2 separate regions of the Zea mays genome follow, and region 1 is linked to region 2. Evidence: chromatin contacts called from public Hi-C data. All regions are on one chromosome and are shown on one strand. The core of a region is the stretch at or near the end of the contact, and the rest is flanking DNA. Distances in the headings are between cores, read along the strand shown. Region 1 holds the start of LOC103627259 (protein IDA-LIKE 2). Region 2 holds the start of LOC100272272.

Region 1 (4,329 bases), core at 1,129-3,628, 560 kb after region 2:
GCTGTGACCAGGCTTCCGCGTCCGTGGTTCCGCGCGCGGCCAGCGGACAAGCAGGCTAGCTACGTCTCGGCGGTTGGAGCCTCTTATCCGAGCGCACGCGCCGGACGGACGAGGCGCTCTAGCTACCTTCCAATAATCGTCCATGGGCCGGACACGACAGGGAAGAGGACCGACGTGACGCGGCTCGACTCTGGGCGGCGCACACGGAACCGCCCTAGGCAACAAAAATTACAGCTTTACCCAGCTCTGGCTGCGCGCTGTGGTTCAAGCTCTCCGCGACACGTAGCAGTACGTACGTACTCGCTGATGTTTACGCGCGTGAATCCATCGACGCGTGGCGGCCCGATGACCGGGGACGCGATCACGAGACCTCCGATTTTATCGAAGAAGGTTCTGGACACGGGCCAGTTCTAGCTGGCATTGGGACGCCGACGAGCGACGCGCGCGTCACCACGGCATTCCGATTCTACAGCCGAAGGTTCTAGATGGGCGGGACGAGTCCATGTCGTACAGCCGCTACCTGCTTAGTCAGTCTGCTACCGCTTCCTTCGCTGTTTTATGATTTAGAGGACAGAGAAATACGGGAGAAATGAGTGTTTATTCCGTGAAGCAACAGTCGCACGCGAGCAAAAACTTAGAACGGTAAGATAAAACTAGTTCACCGCCATATGGTCGTAACCCATGCCACTCACAAACATCATCTTTAGTCATATGATTACATGACAGTGCCAAAAACCACCAATGAGACAACATCCATCCAACTTGCTCTTAACAGAACTGCCATATCATATCGATCCACAGCTACGTTTTGCGCTGCGCTGCCGTCGTATCCATAATGTCATGTCACCATTACATGGATAATGCTGGCTACTGTAGGAATACGGTAGTGGTTTATAGCCTTATAGGGACTAGGGAGGAAGAAATCACAATGGAACCAGCGCTGTATATGTCCGCAGTGACTTGTCTCCGTCCTCTATCTACTGCAGGCAATTACGTAGTGGTGGTGTTGTGGTAATACCGCGGATTACGGTCTACTGTATATACTATTACATCACGATCAGCGGGACGGAGTGCACTGCACATTTGAATCTGATCTGACCTGATCACGAGTTTCATTTGCACTCCGCACGTATTATTATGACTGATTTAATAACTCAACACCCACTTTGACTAGAAAAAAAAGGAGTGGATAGCGTGATGGGGTAGTGCACTCTTGGGTTGAGGATCTCAATGTATATCCTGCTTCTCCTTCCACGCATGCGCCTCTCTGATGCACGGGCGACCGTAATAACATGCCAGGCAGAGCCAGTGGAGTAACGACAACCGGTGTCTGAAATGAAGAGCACACGTTCCCTGTCGGCAGCCTGAAACTTTTGCTCGGCCGTGACAAAGACGAGACGACGGCGCAGACTTTGCAAACTACTGGTGGGCTGGGCTCGCCACGCCAAGCATGACCAACCAGTTCGGCAGCTTGCAGCTGCTCGGCCTGCAATGGGCAGCTGACACAGCGAAGCCCAGAATCCGGTCCACTATTACTAAATACTGCCAGATACATTGGATGAGAATTATTCTTGTTTTTTTTTCTCTCCCTAGAGACCGGATCATGATCGTGTCCGTTTTCTCCATCGTCACTTGTTGTCCCACGGCTGCTGCAATAATTGGGGCGCACGACACGGCAACACATAGCATTCCACCCCCCCACAAAATAAGGGCGATATGTTCTTGAGCTTTTCTTCTAACAGGCTGATGACACTTTGTGTGTGTGTGTTGTGGTGGTGGGGGGGTGGGGGTCCTGTCTCCTATCCATTTCCAGTCTACAGTAGTTTTTGGGTAATACAAGGTTTAAAACTTTAGAAATGTATATGGTTATTATTCTCCTCTCAGCCTCAGAGAAGGAAACGATGTAAACGTGTGATACTCAACAATGCTGATGTTTTGGCAACATTCGGATGGGCTCGTTTTCTCAAGGAAACAAAGCATTCAATTATTCATCAGCCACGGTCTTCAGATGAAGCAGTACATGCTCCAAGTTGTAAAGTAAAATGTGTAATAACAGCTAGACATATTAAAACCAGCGGTTGATTCGTAGTAGTAAGCAACCGTTTAGCTAGGCCAATTAATTAATTACAGGAAAAAAAAGGTTGCAAACACGGTCAGTAGTTTTAATTATCATAAAGATTTTTTTTATCGTTTCACAAGTTCTGCAAAAAAAAAAAGATGTAAAAAAAAACAGCTAGCTAGGTACTTGTTGCAAGGAAGGAACGACCGGACAGACAGGGATCGTTTTTCAACGGGGGTACATTTTGCTGGTACGTGTTGGGAAAACTGCTGGATAGCTAGGTCGACATCCTCCTCGCCTACTTTTCTCCCTCGCCTTGGCTGGGACATGCACCTCCCCTCGTCCATAGCATACCATGCTAAAACCCAACCGGCGGTATAAAATTAAAATCCAGCAACGACACACATCTTAAGCCTTGCCAATTGTCTCATCATCCTCAGGACTTCCATTCCATGCCCCCCACCCTGCCTAACGTTACGTACCCATATATCAGCACCTCCCTTCCGCCCTCCTCCTCGCCATTTGCCCACCGCCACACGCCCGCCACAGCTAGGCTAGCTAGCTAGCTAGTCCCTCGCCGCCTCAGGGCCGGGTTAGCGATCTGTACATGGCCGCCGCCGGCTGTTTCGAAGCAGGAGAAGCCAGCAGCGGCAGCCGGGCGACGCCGCGGCGGCGGGGGCGGCGGCGGCCATTATTACTAGCCAAGAAGCCGCCGTGGCGGCTGGTGCTAGCCTTTTTGATCCTGATGCTGGTGGTGCCGAGCTGCTGCCAGGCGACGGCGCGAGCGCGAGGCATGCAGCCGTTCCGGGGCAGGCCGCTGCTGGAGCCAGGCAGCGCCAACCGTTTCCTGGGGTTCTTCCCCAGGGGCCCCGTGCCGCCGTCCGGCCCCTCGCGGCAGCACAACTCCATCGGAGCGCAGGACCAGAGCCATCCCTGACGATGACGTACGTATACCGGCGCGCCGTCGACCGTCGTCGTCGTACCAAATGTTTGGAGAGAGAGAGAGAGAGGCTGGTCGAGAAAAGATATATTGTAGAGTAAGATCTCGAAGATAGATACGTAGTTCGCGTCGCATGCATCATCGTACGTGGATTAAATTGAATCCTTGCTTCCTTGTCGGTCGTAGCTAGGCTCTCGTAGTGGTTGGTTAGTTGTAGCACGCAGCAGCACTAGCATGTATACTTGGAGGAGAAGAGGCACGTTTCTTCTCTGTAGGATATGATGTACATGAGGCTATTGTTTTGTTTTTGTTTTTTTTTTGGAGAAGAAAAGGTGGGTGGAGGCGTTGTTTATCGGTGCTTCACTGCTTCTTGTTCCTTTCTGTTATCTCTTCTTCCCTGGCGCGGCGCTGCTTTCCTGAGCAGGGCAAAGCTGGACCGACGCTTCTGTTTCGCTGCAGCTGCTGCCATCACACGCACTGCTTGCTTTATGTCTTTTATTTATTTATTTTGCTTTTGCGGATAAAGCTAGCTAGGTATGCAGCCAGAGCAGAGTACGAGTGTACAACAACCAGAGCCTACGTACTATACTCGTACGACACGAGTCGCAATCAACGCTGTTGCTTTGTGCTTTCTGAGGCTATCCGCAAGAGTTACCCCTAAATTTTCCCTCTATATCACTTTTTTGGGTCACATCATCAACATTTCACTCCCTATATTTTTATCTCCTGCAGCGGTTCCCCCTAAATACTCCCCCTATACCCTACTACAACTATAAAATATCATTTTTTATATGTATTACCAATTTTTTATCTACTAACAATTGCTTGTGGCCACACAGAACAGTGTTGTAGAGGATGAATAGTGACCCCTTGATTGGGGGACTCGCGCGCCCACCCCTACGGCTGCAGCCCGTAGGGGGCTCTCTAGCGTCAGCCCACGTAGAGGCCCCCTACGCAGGGGAGAGGGCGCGGTAGCGTTACAGTCTGATGAGCATCATCGTGGGTGATACGGGTCGAGCAGAGCTGTCTGTCCGTCGTTGATGGCGAGGCGAGCAGAGAGCAGTTGCGTGCGTGCGGTGCTGTGATTGATAGCTCCTGCATGCGTGGGCGGGAATTGGAAGCAGGAGCGAGCGCGCACCGCCGGTCCGGACGTCCGTCCGTCGCGGTTGTTGGTGCATGCTGGCCCACGTTGACGATTTGGCTGCAAGGGGCGGACGCCCAACCATATTAATCTACCTTTTTGACCGTTATTTATTTTTATTCCGTTCATCTTGTATGTATGTCAGTATGTGTAACCAGATGTTTATGCAATTTTGGAAAAAAGAAAGAA
Region 2 (4,535 bases), core at 1,525-4,024:
ACCAATGTTCTGAAAAGAATAAAATGACGTCATTCCCATCCCATAAAATAAGTACTATGAAACCCATGGGCCATGGCAGTAAAATAAAATATCAACATAATTACCTGAAGTGAGTCAACAGTTCTTTCAAGTTCAGCAATGTATTGAAGTTTCCGGACCCTAGATCTTTGGCCTGAACGCCTGCAGAAGTGTTGAATTGCTGAGTAGGCATCAATATTGAATCTCAAAGGACATGCCATGTTTTCTCTTGCCTTGTAGTGTTTCAACTAGAAAAGTTCAACATTCATCAAACGAAGACACAATGTTTTCAAGTCATCCGATTAATCGCGATTAGTCATCCAAGTCGGTTCGGGAAAATAGCGATTAATCGCCAAGTCGTCCGACTAATCGTGATTAATCGCCCAAGTCGGTTAGCCAGAACGACCACCAAGTCGTCCGACTTGAAAACATTGCGAAGACGTACGACTACTTCCACTACATCGACACACTCTTCTTCTTTTATGTTGCATATCTAGTGGTAATGATCCATGATCATTTGCTCGCATGTTGTCCTGGTTGAACCTTGAACGTGATAGCTATGCTAGTGTGTTGCGTACACGTTTCTCTACACTATGAAAATTTAGGAATGCTTGGGTGTCTAAGGGTCTTTCTCCAAATATTCAAAGCCTTATATAAAAGAGTGCTCTTGAATGCAGTTCTTGGTGCATGGCAGGGACCTCTAACCTCTAGGACCTACCCCTGAGTCCAAGGCCACATAACCTTAGTTTATAGTTGGGTTGGTTGTGTCCTATTTTCAATGGTGCGTGCCTTTGTAGTTAGCGTGGTTTGTGTGGCGTGGGTTTGGGTGGGGCTGTTCTCGCATCATTCTTGTATTCCTTTTCCTTAAAGAAATGGCACACAACTCTCCTGTAGTTTGAGGGAAAAAATCCCTCCATCCCAAATTATGCCGTTCTCGCTTTTTGAGATACATAGTAAAAGCTATGTATATAGACAAAAGTATATATCTAGATGCATAACAAAATCTATATGTACCTAGAGAAGCTACAACGGCTTATAGTTTGGAATTAAGGGACTAGTAAATATCTTTCCGGTATAATGATGTTTAGGCTCCCTTTTAATTGTACAGAGCCTATGTAATGTATGCATCTTGGAAAAAATAAGAATTCTAATTGACACATAACATAGACTTTGACTGTTGGACAATCTGGGGGAGTAGTATTATAAAACTCAAGGAAATTGTTGCTTTCACAATATTCAACCAATCAGGGTTTACGAACTAACTTTTCAACACACCACATACCCACATGGTTTGGACTACTTATGCTGCCAAGATCATATGACAATAAATTCTATCTGGCATTGCTACTGATGGTGACATAAGTTAGTGTCAGGCAACGACTATTGTACAGTTATATTTTAAATGCAAGCGTGCATGTGAGACTCATGGTCCGTTAGAATGTTAGATCGTGACCTAACCACATATCACATTTAACACTTAAACCCATCCACCATCAGCTCGCGTAGATTTATAAAAGACCTCTAACAAACCATAGTTATATCTACGGTGGGATAATGATCTAACGGACCAAGAGGTTCATTACACACTTGCACCTAAGACCTGATTGCATAGTAGCTGTTGTCGTTAGTGTTACTCAATTAGAAGCGCCATCAGTTAATTTAATTTCTGCAAAGCAGTAGAGTGTCGTGTTCCATTTCTGTTGGCGAGAGCCAAAGTTCACATCTGCACTTGATAATTTATATCTTTCTAGCATTTTCACTAAAAAACTCCAGTTTAGTAAAAGCAGCAATGTACCGCTACTTTACCAGAGAATATTCGAAGGAAGTATTTTAGATATTTCACTCACAAATGTAAGTGTACCTTTTAAATGACTTGTCTTGATCAGGGTGGCCAAAAGCATCACAGGTATCAGCAGTTCCATTGGCCACATTACCATTCATACCGCTGGAGGCATCGATGCTCAAGTACTGCAAGGGGTTGCTGGGTACATTCTCAAGCACAGCATTTACCATGGAACTCTCTGAAGTTGTCAGCCTACTCTTCTGTCTTGGTGAATTCGGACCATAAACACAGCTAGCCTCGACCACAGAACCGCTTTCACCACCTTCGCCAGCATCCAACAAGTCATCAGCTTCACCACCAGAGATTTGATTGCCTTCCTCAATTCGACAAATTGGGCTTTCAAATGTTGACAGAGCATCCAAGATGGCATCAGAATCGCTACAGGCCCTTCTGAGAGGAGGAAGCTTGGGAGCTTTCCCGGAATCTGCAAGGAGATCATCGAGCCAGCACGGTGGCTCACTAAAGAACGTATCCCCAGATGGAAACCTGCAGCTCTGCGTGAACATGCTGTCATCCCTTCGAGTGATCTGAGGACCCAGGGGTGGGCAGCGGGGTGGGAGGTGTGGCGACCGAGACATGGCGAGAAAAAGCCCTCGTATCTTTGATGGCCTTCCTCTTTTGGTTCTGCTAAGTAACTAGAGCCAATCGAGCATCCCTTGCGTTGTTCCTTTCATATGGAAAAACAGCAGCTTTGGGTCAGATCCGAATGTAAAATAGCCTGCATTAGGGTTTGGGAAGGGTTTGGTGTGCTCGATTTCGCACAGCAGGAAGAGGAGTTGCTGGCATACCTGGTGGATGCTTGTTTCCAGCCAAAGGGCCGACGAAGACCTGGCGAAGGTCGACGCGGGTGCCCAGTCGGCGCCGCCAAAAGTGAGGGGTGTGAGTAGTGAGGGAGGAGAAAGGAAAGGGAGGCGTGATTCGGGTGAACGCAATCGTCGAGGACGCGGTTGATCAACGCAAATGGGCCTTGCGGCCTTGAAGCTGGCGGCGGAACGAAATGGGCCTTGCGTTGCAGTCCTGGGCTCCTGGCTCATGGGCAACGGCCTTGCGTTGCCAACCCCCGGACGGTCCCCGCTCACTTCCCGACCGCACGTATGCCCACGTCACCGTAGCACCGTTCCACCCCACCACAAAGCTGGATTCCACATCTGCCCTGCGGATCCAATTCTCCAATCACTCTCACTGCCATGCCGACCCCACAGCAAGAGCCAGCCACGGATTGACGGATGGGATACCTCCAAGTCGGAACGCGGCTTCCTTCCTCCGGCGGTCCGGCCCGAATCAACGCGTGGCGTCGGAGCTCCGTGGCGTCGTCGTCCTCTCCCCTCTCTTTCCCAACACCTCGCGTGTTGTCTAGCACTCTAGCTGCTTCTCTCGGTTCTCGCGACTCCCAAACGGCAAAACGCCAAAACCCTAGCCGCGGCCATTCCGGAATTGGCCATGGAGGCGAGGGCGTCGCCGCGTCCGTCGGTCTCCATCGGTGGCGGCGGCGGCTTCGGAGCTGGGCGGGGTGACGACAGCGCCTTCTCGTTTCTCTCAAAGGGGTGGCGCGAGGTGCGGGATTCCGCCACCGCCGACCTGCGCCTCATGCGTGCGAGGGCTGATTCCCTCCGCACGCTCGCGGACCGCGAGCTCGAGCACATCCTCGCGTCCGCCTCCACTGCGCTGACCTCCGCGCCGCCGCCGCCGCTCGCCGCGGGGGCGCCCATAGCCGAGCTCGAGTTCGTGCGCACACGGATCCAGCCCAAGATCTCCGAACTGCGGCGCCGGTACGTGTCGCAGGAGCGGGAGCTCGGCCGCAGGGTGCTCGAGGGGTGGGCGCCGCGCGGGGCGGGGAAACCCGCGCGCGCACGTGTTGACCTCTCTGGGATCACCGCCATCCGCAACGCCATCGTCTCTGAAGTGGATGGCGGGGAGCGCTGGAGGCGCGTGGTGTGGAACGGGGAGGCGGAAGAGGGGAAAGAATGGGAGGTGCTCAGGATGATACGGGACGGCATCAAAGAGTTCGAGCGCCGGAGCCAGACCAAGGAGATTTTTGAGGGATTGCGCAGTACCGGCGAGCTCGTCGAGAAATTCAAGTCCAGCCTGGTAATTTTGCACAGCCATCTCGCAGATTATTCTAATTAATTGACCAATGTTGCTGCCCTGCTTTGATTTGGTGGATTGCCTTGGGAATTTTGTAGAATTTGTTTTTAGGAATCAATTCAATGTCTCCTATGCGATTAGGCTCTAAAGAATTAATATGAACCAAGTGGACTAATGGAGTAATGATCATATGCTATCGTGATAACCTCTGGCATTAGTTACTTCAGTTCTCTTCTCTACTATAATAATTCACCAGTTTCAACGATCGTTCTGCATAAGTCTATTCCCCCTTACCAGTGGGCGATTATCCTGATAGATAGACCGTGAAAACCACCCAAACCTCTATTAGTGGGCCATTACCCTATAGATGGACCGTGAGAACCACCTGTTGAGCACCAAAATTGATCGTGCGGACGGTCCGACCCTGAGGCCGGACGGTCCGCCATAGCGGCGCGGACTGTGCGTGCGTGCGCAGAATCAGTTAGGGTTCTAGATTTCTTGCAGGATTTGTTAGCAAAACCTGTGGGGTTAACTTGAGAACTGACTTGTAACAGGTTCAGACCTCCCCCTTTATATAGATAAAGGGGTA

The links. Hi-C and Micro-C count contacts between places; a contact is called where the count stands out from the background.
Region 1: a contact with region 2 is called in a Hi-C map of bundle sheath, with 8 times the contacts expected there. The contact joins the promoter of LOC103627259 here to the promoter of LOC100272272 in region 2. A contact is called at or near these places in 3 of 25 Hi-C or Micro-C datasets (bundle sheath, ear and leaf).

The regions. Positions count from the first base shown.
Region 1 is chr5:173,966,027-173,970,355 of Zm-B73-REFERENCE-NAM-5.0, forward strand. LOC103627259 (protein IDA-LIKE 2) reads left to right here and starts at 2,379. Exons shown (of 1, transcript XM_008647545.4): 1 at 2,379-3,362. The coding sequence starts at 2,667. The coding sequence ends at 2,996.
Region 2 is chr5:173,404,236-173,408,770 of Zm-B73-REFERENCE-NAM-5.0, forward strand. It overlaps LOC100272272, which reads right to left and starts at 2,775. Exons shown (of 5, transcript NM_001146760.1): 1 at 2,650-2,775; 2 at 1,880-2,528; 3 at 105-180; 4 at 1-9. The coding sequence starts at 2,439. It overlaps LOC100286172 (digalactosyldiacylglycerol synthase 1), which reads left to right and starts at 3,208. Exons shown (of 7, transcript NM_001159060.1): 1 at 3,208-3,949. The coding sequence starts at 3,302.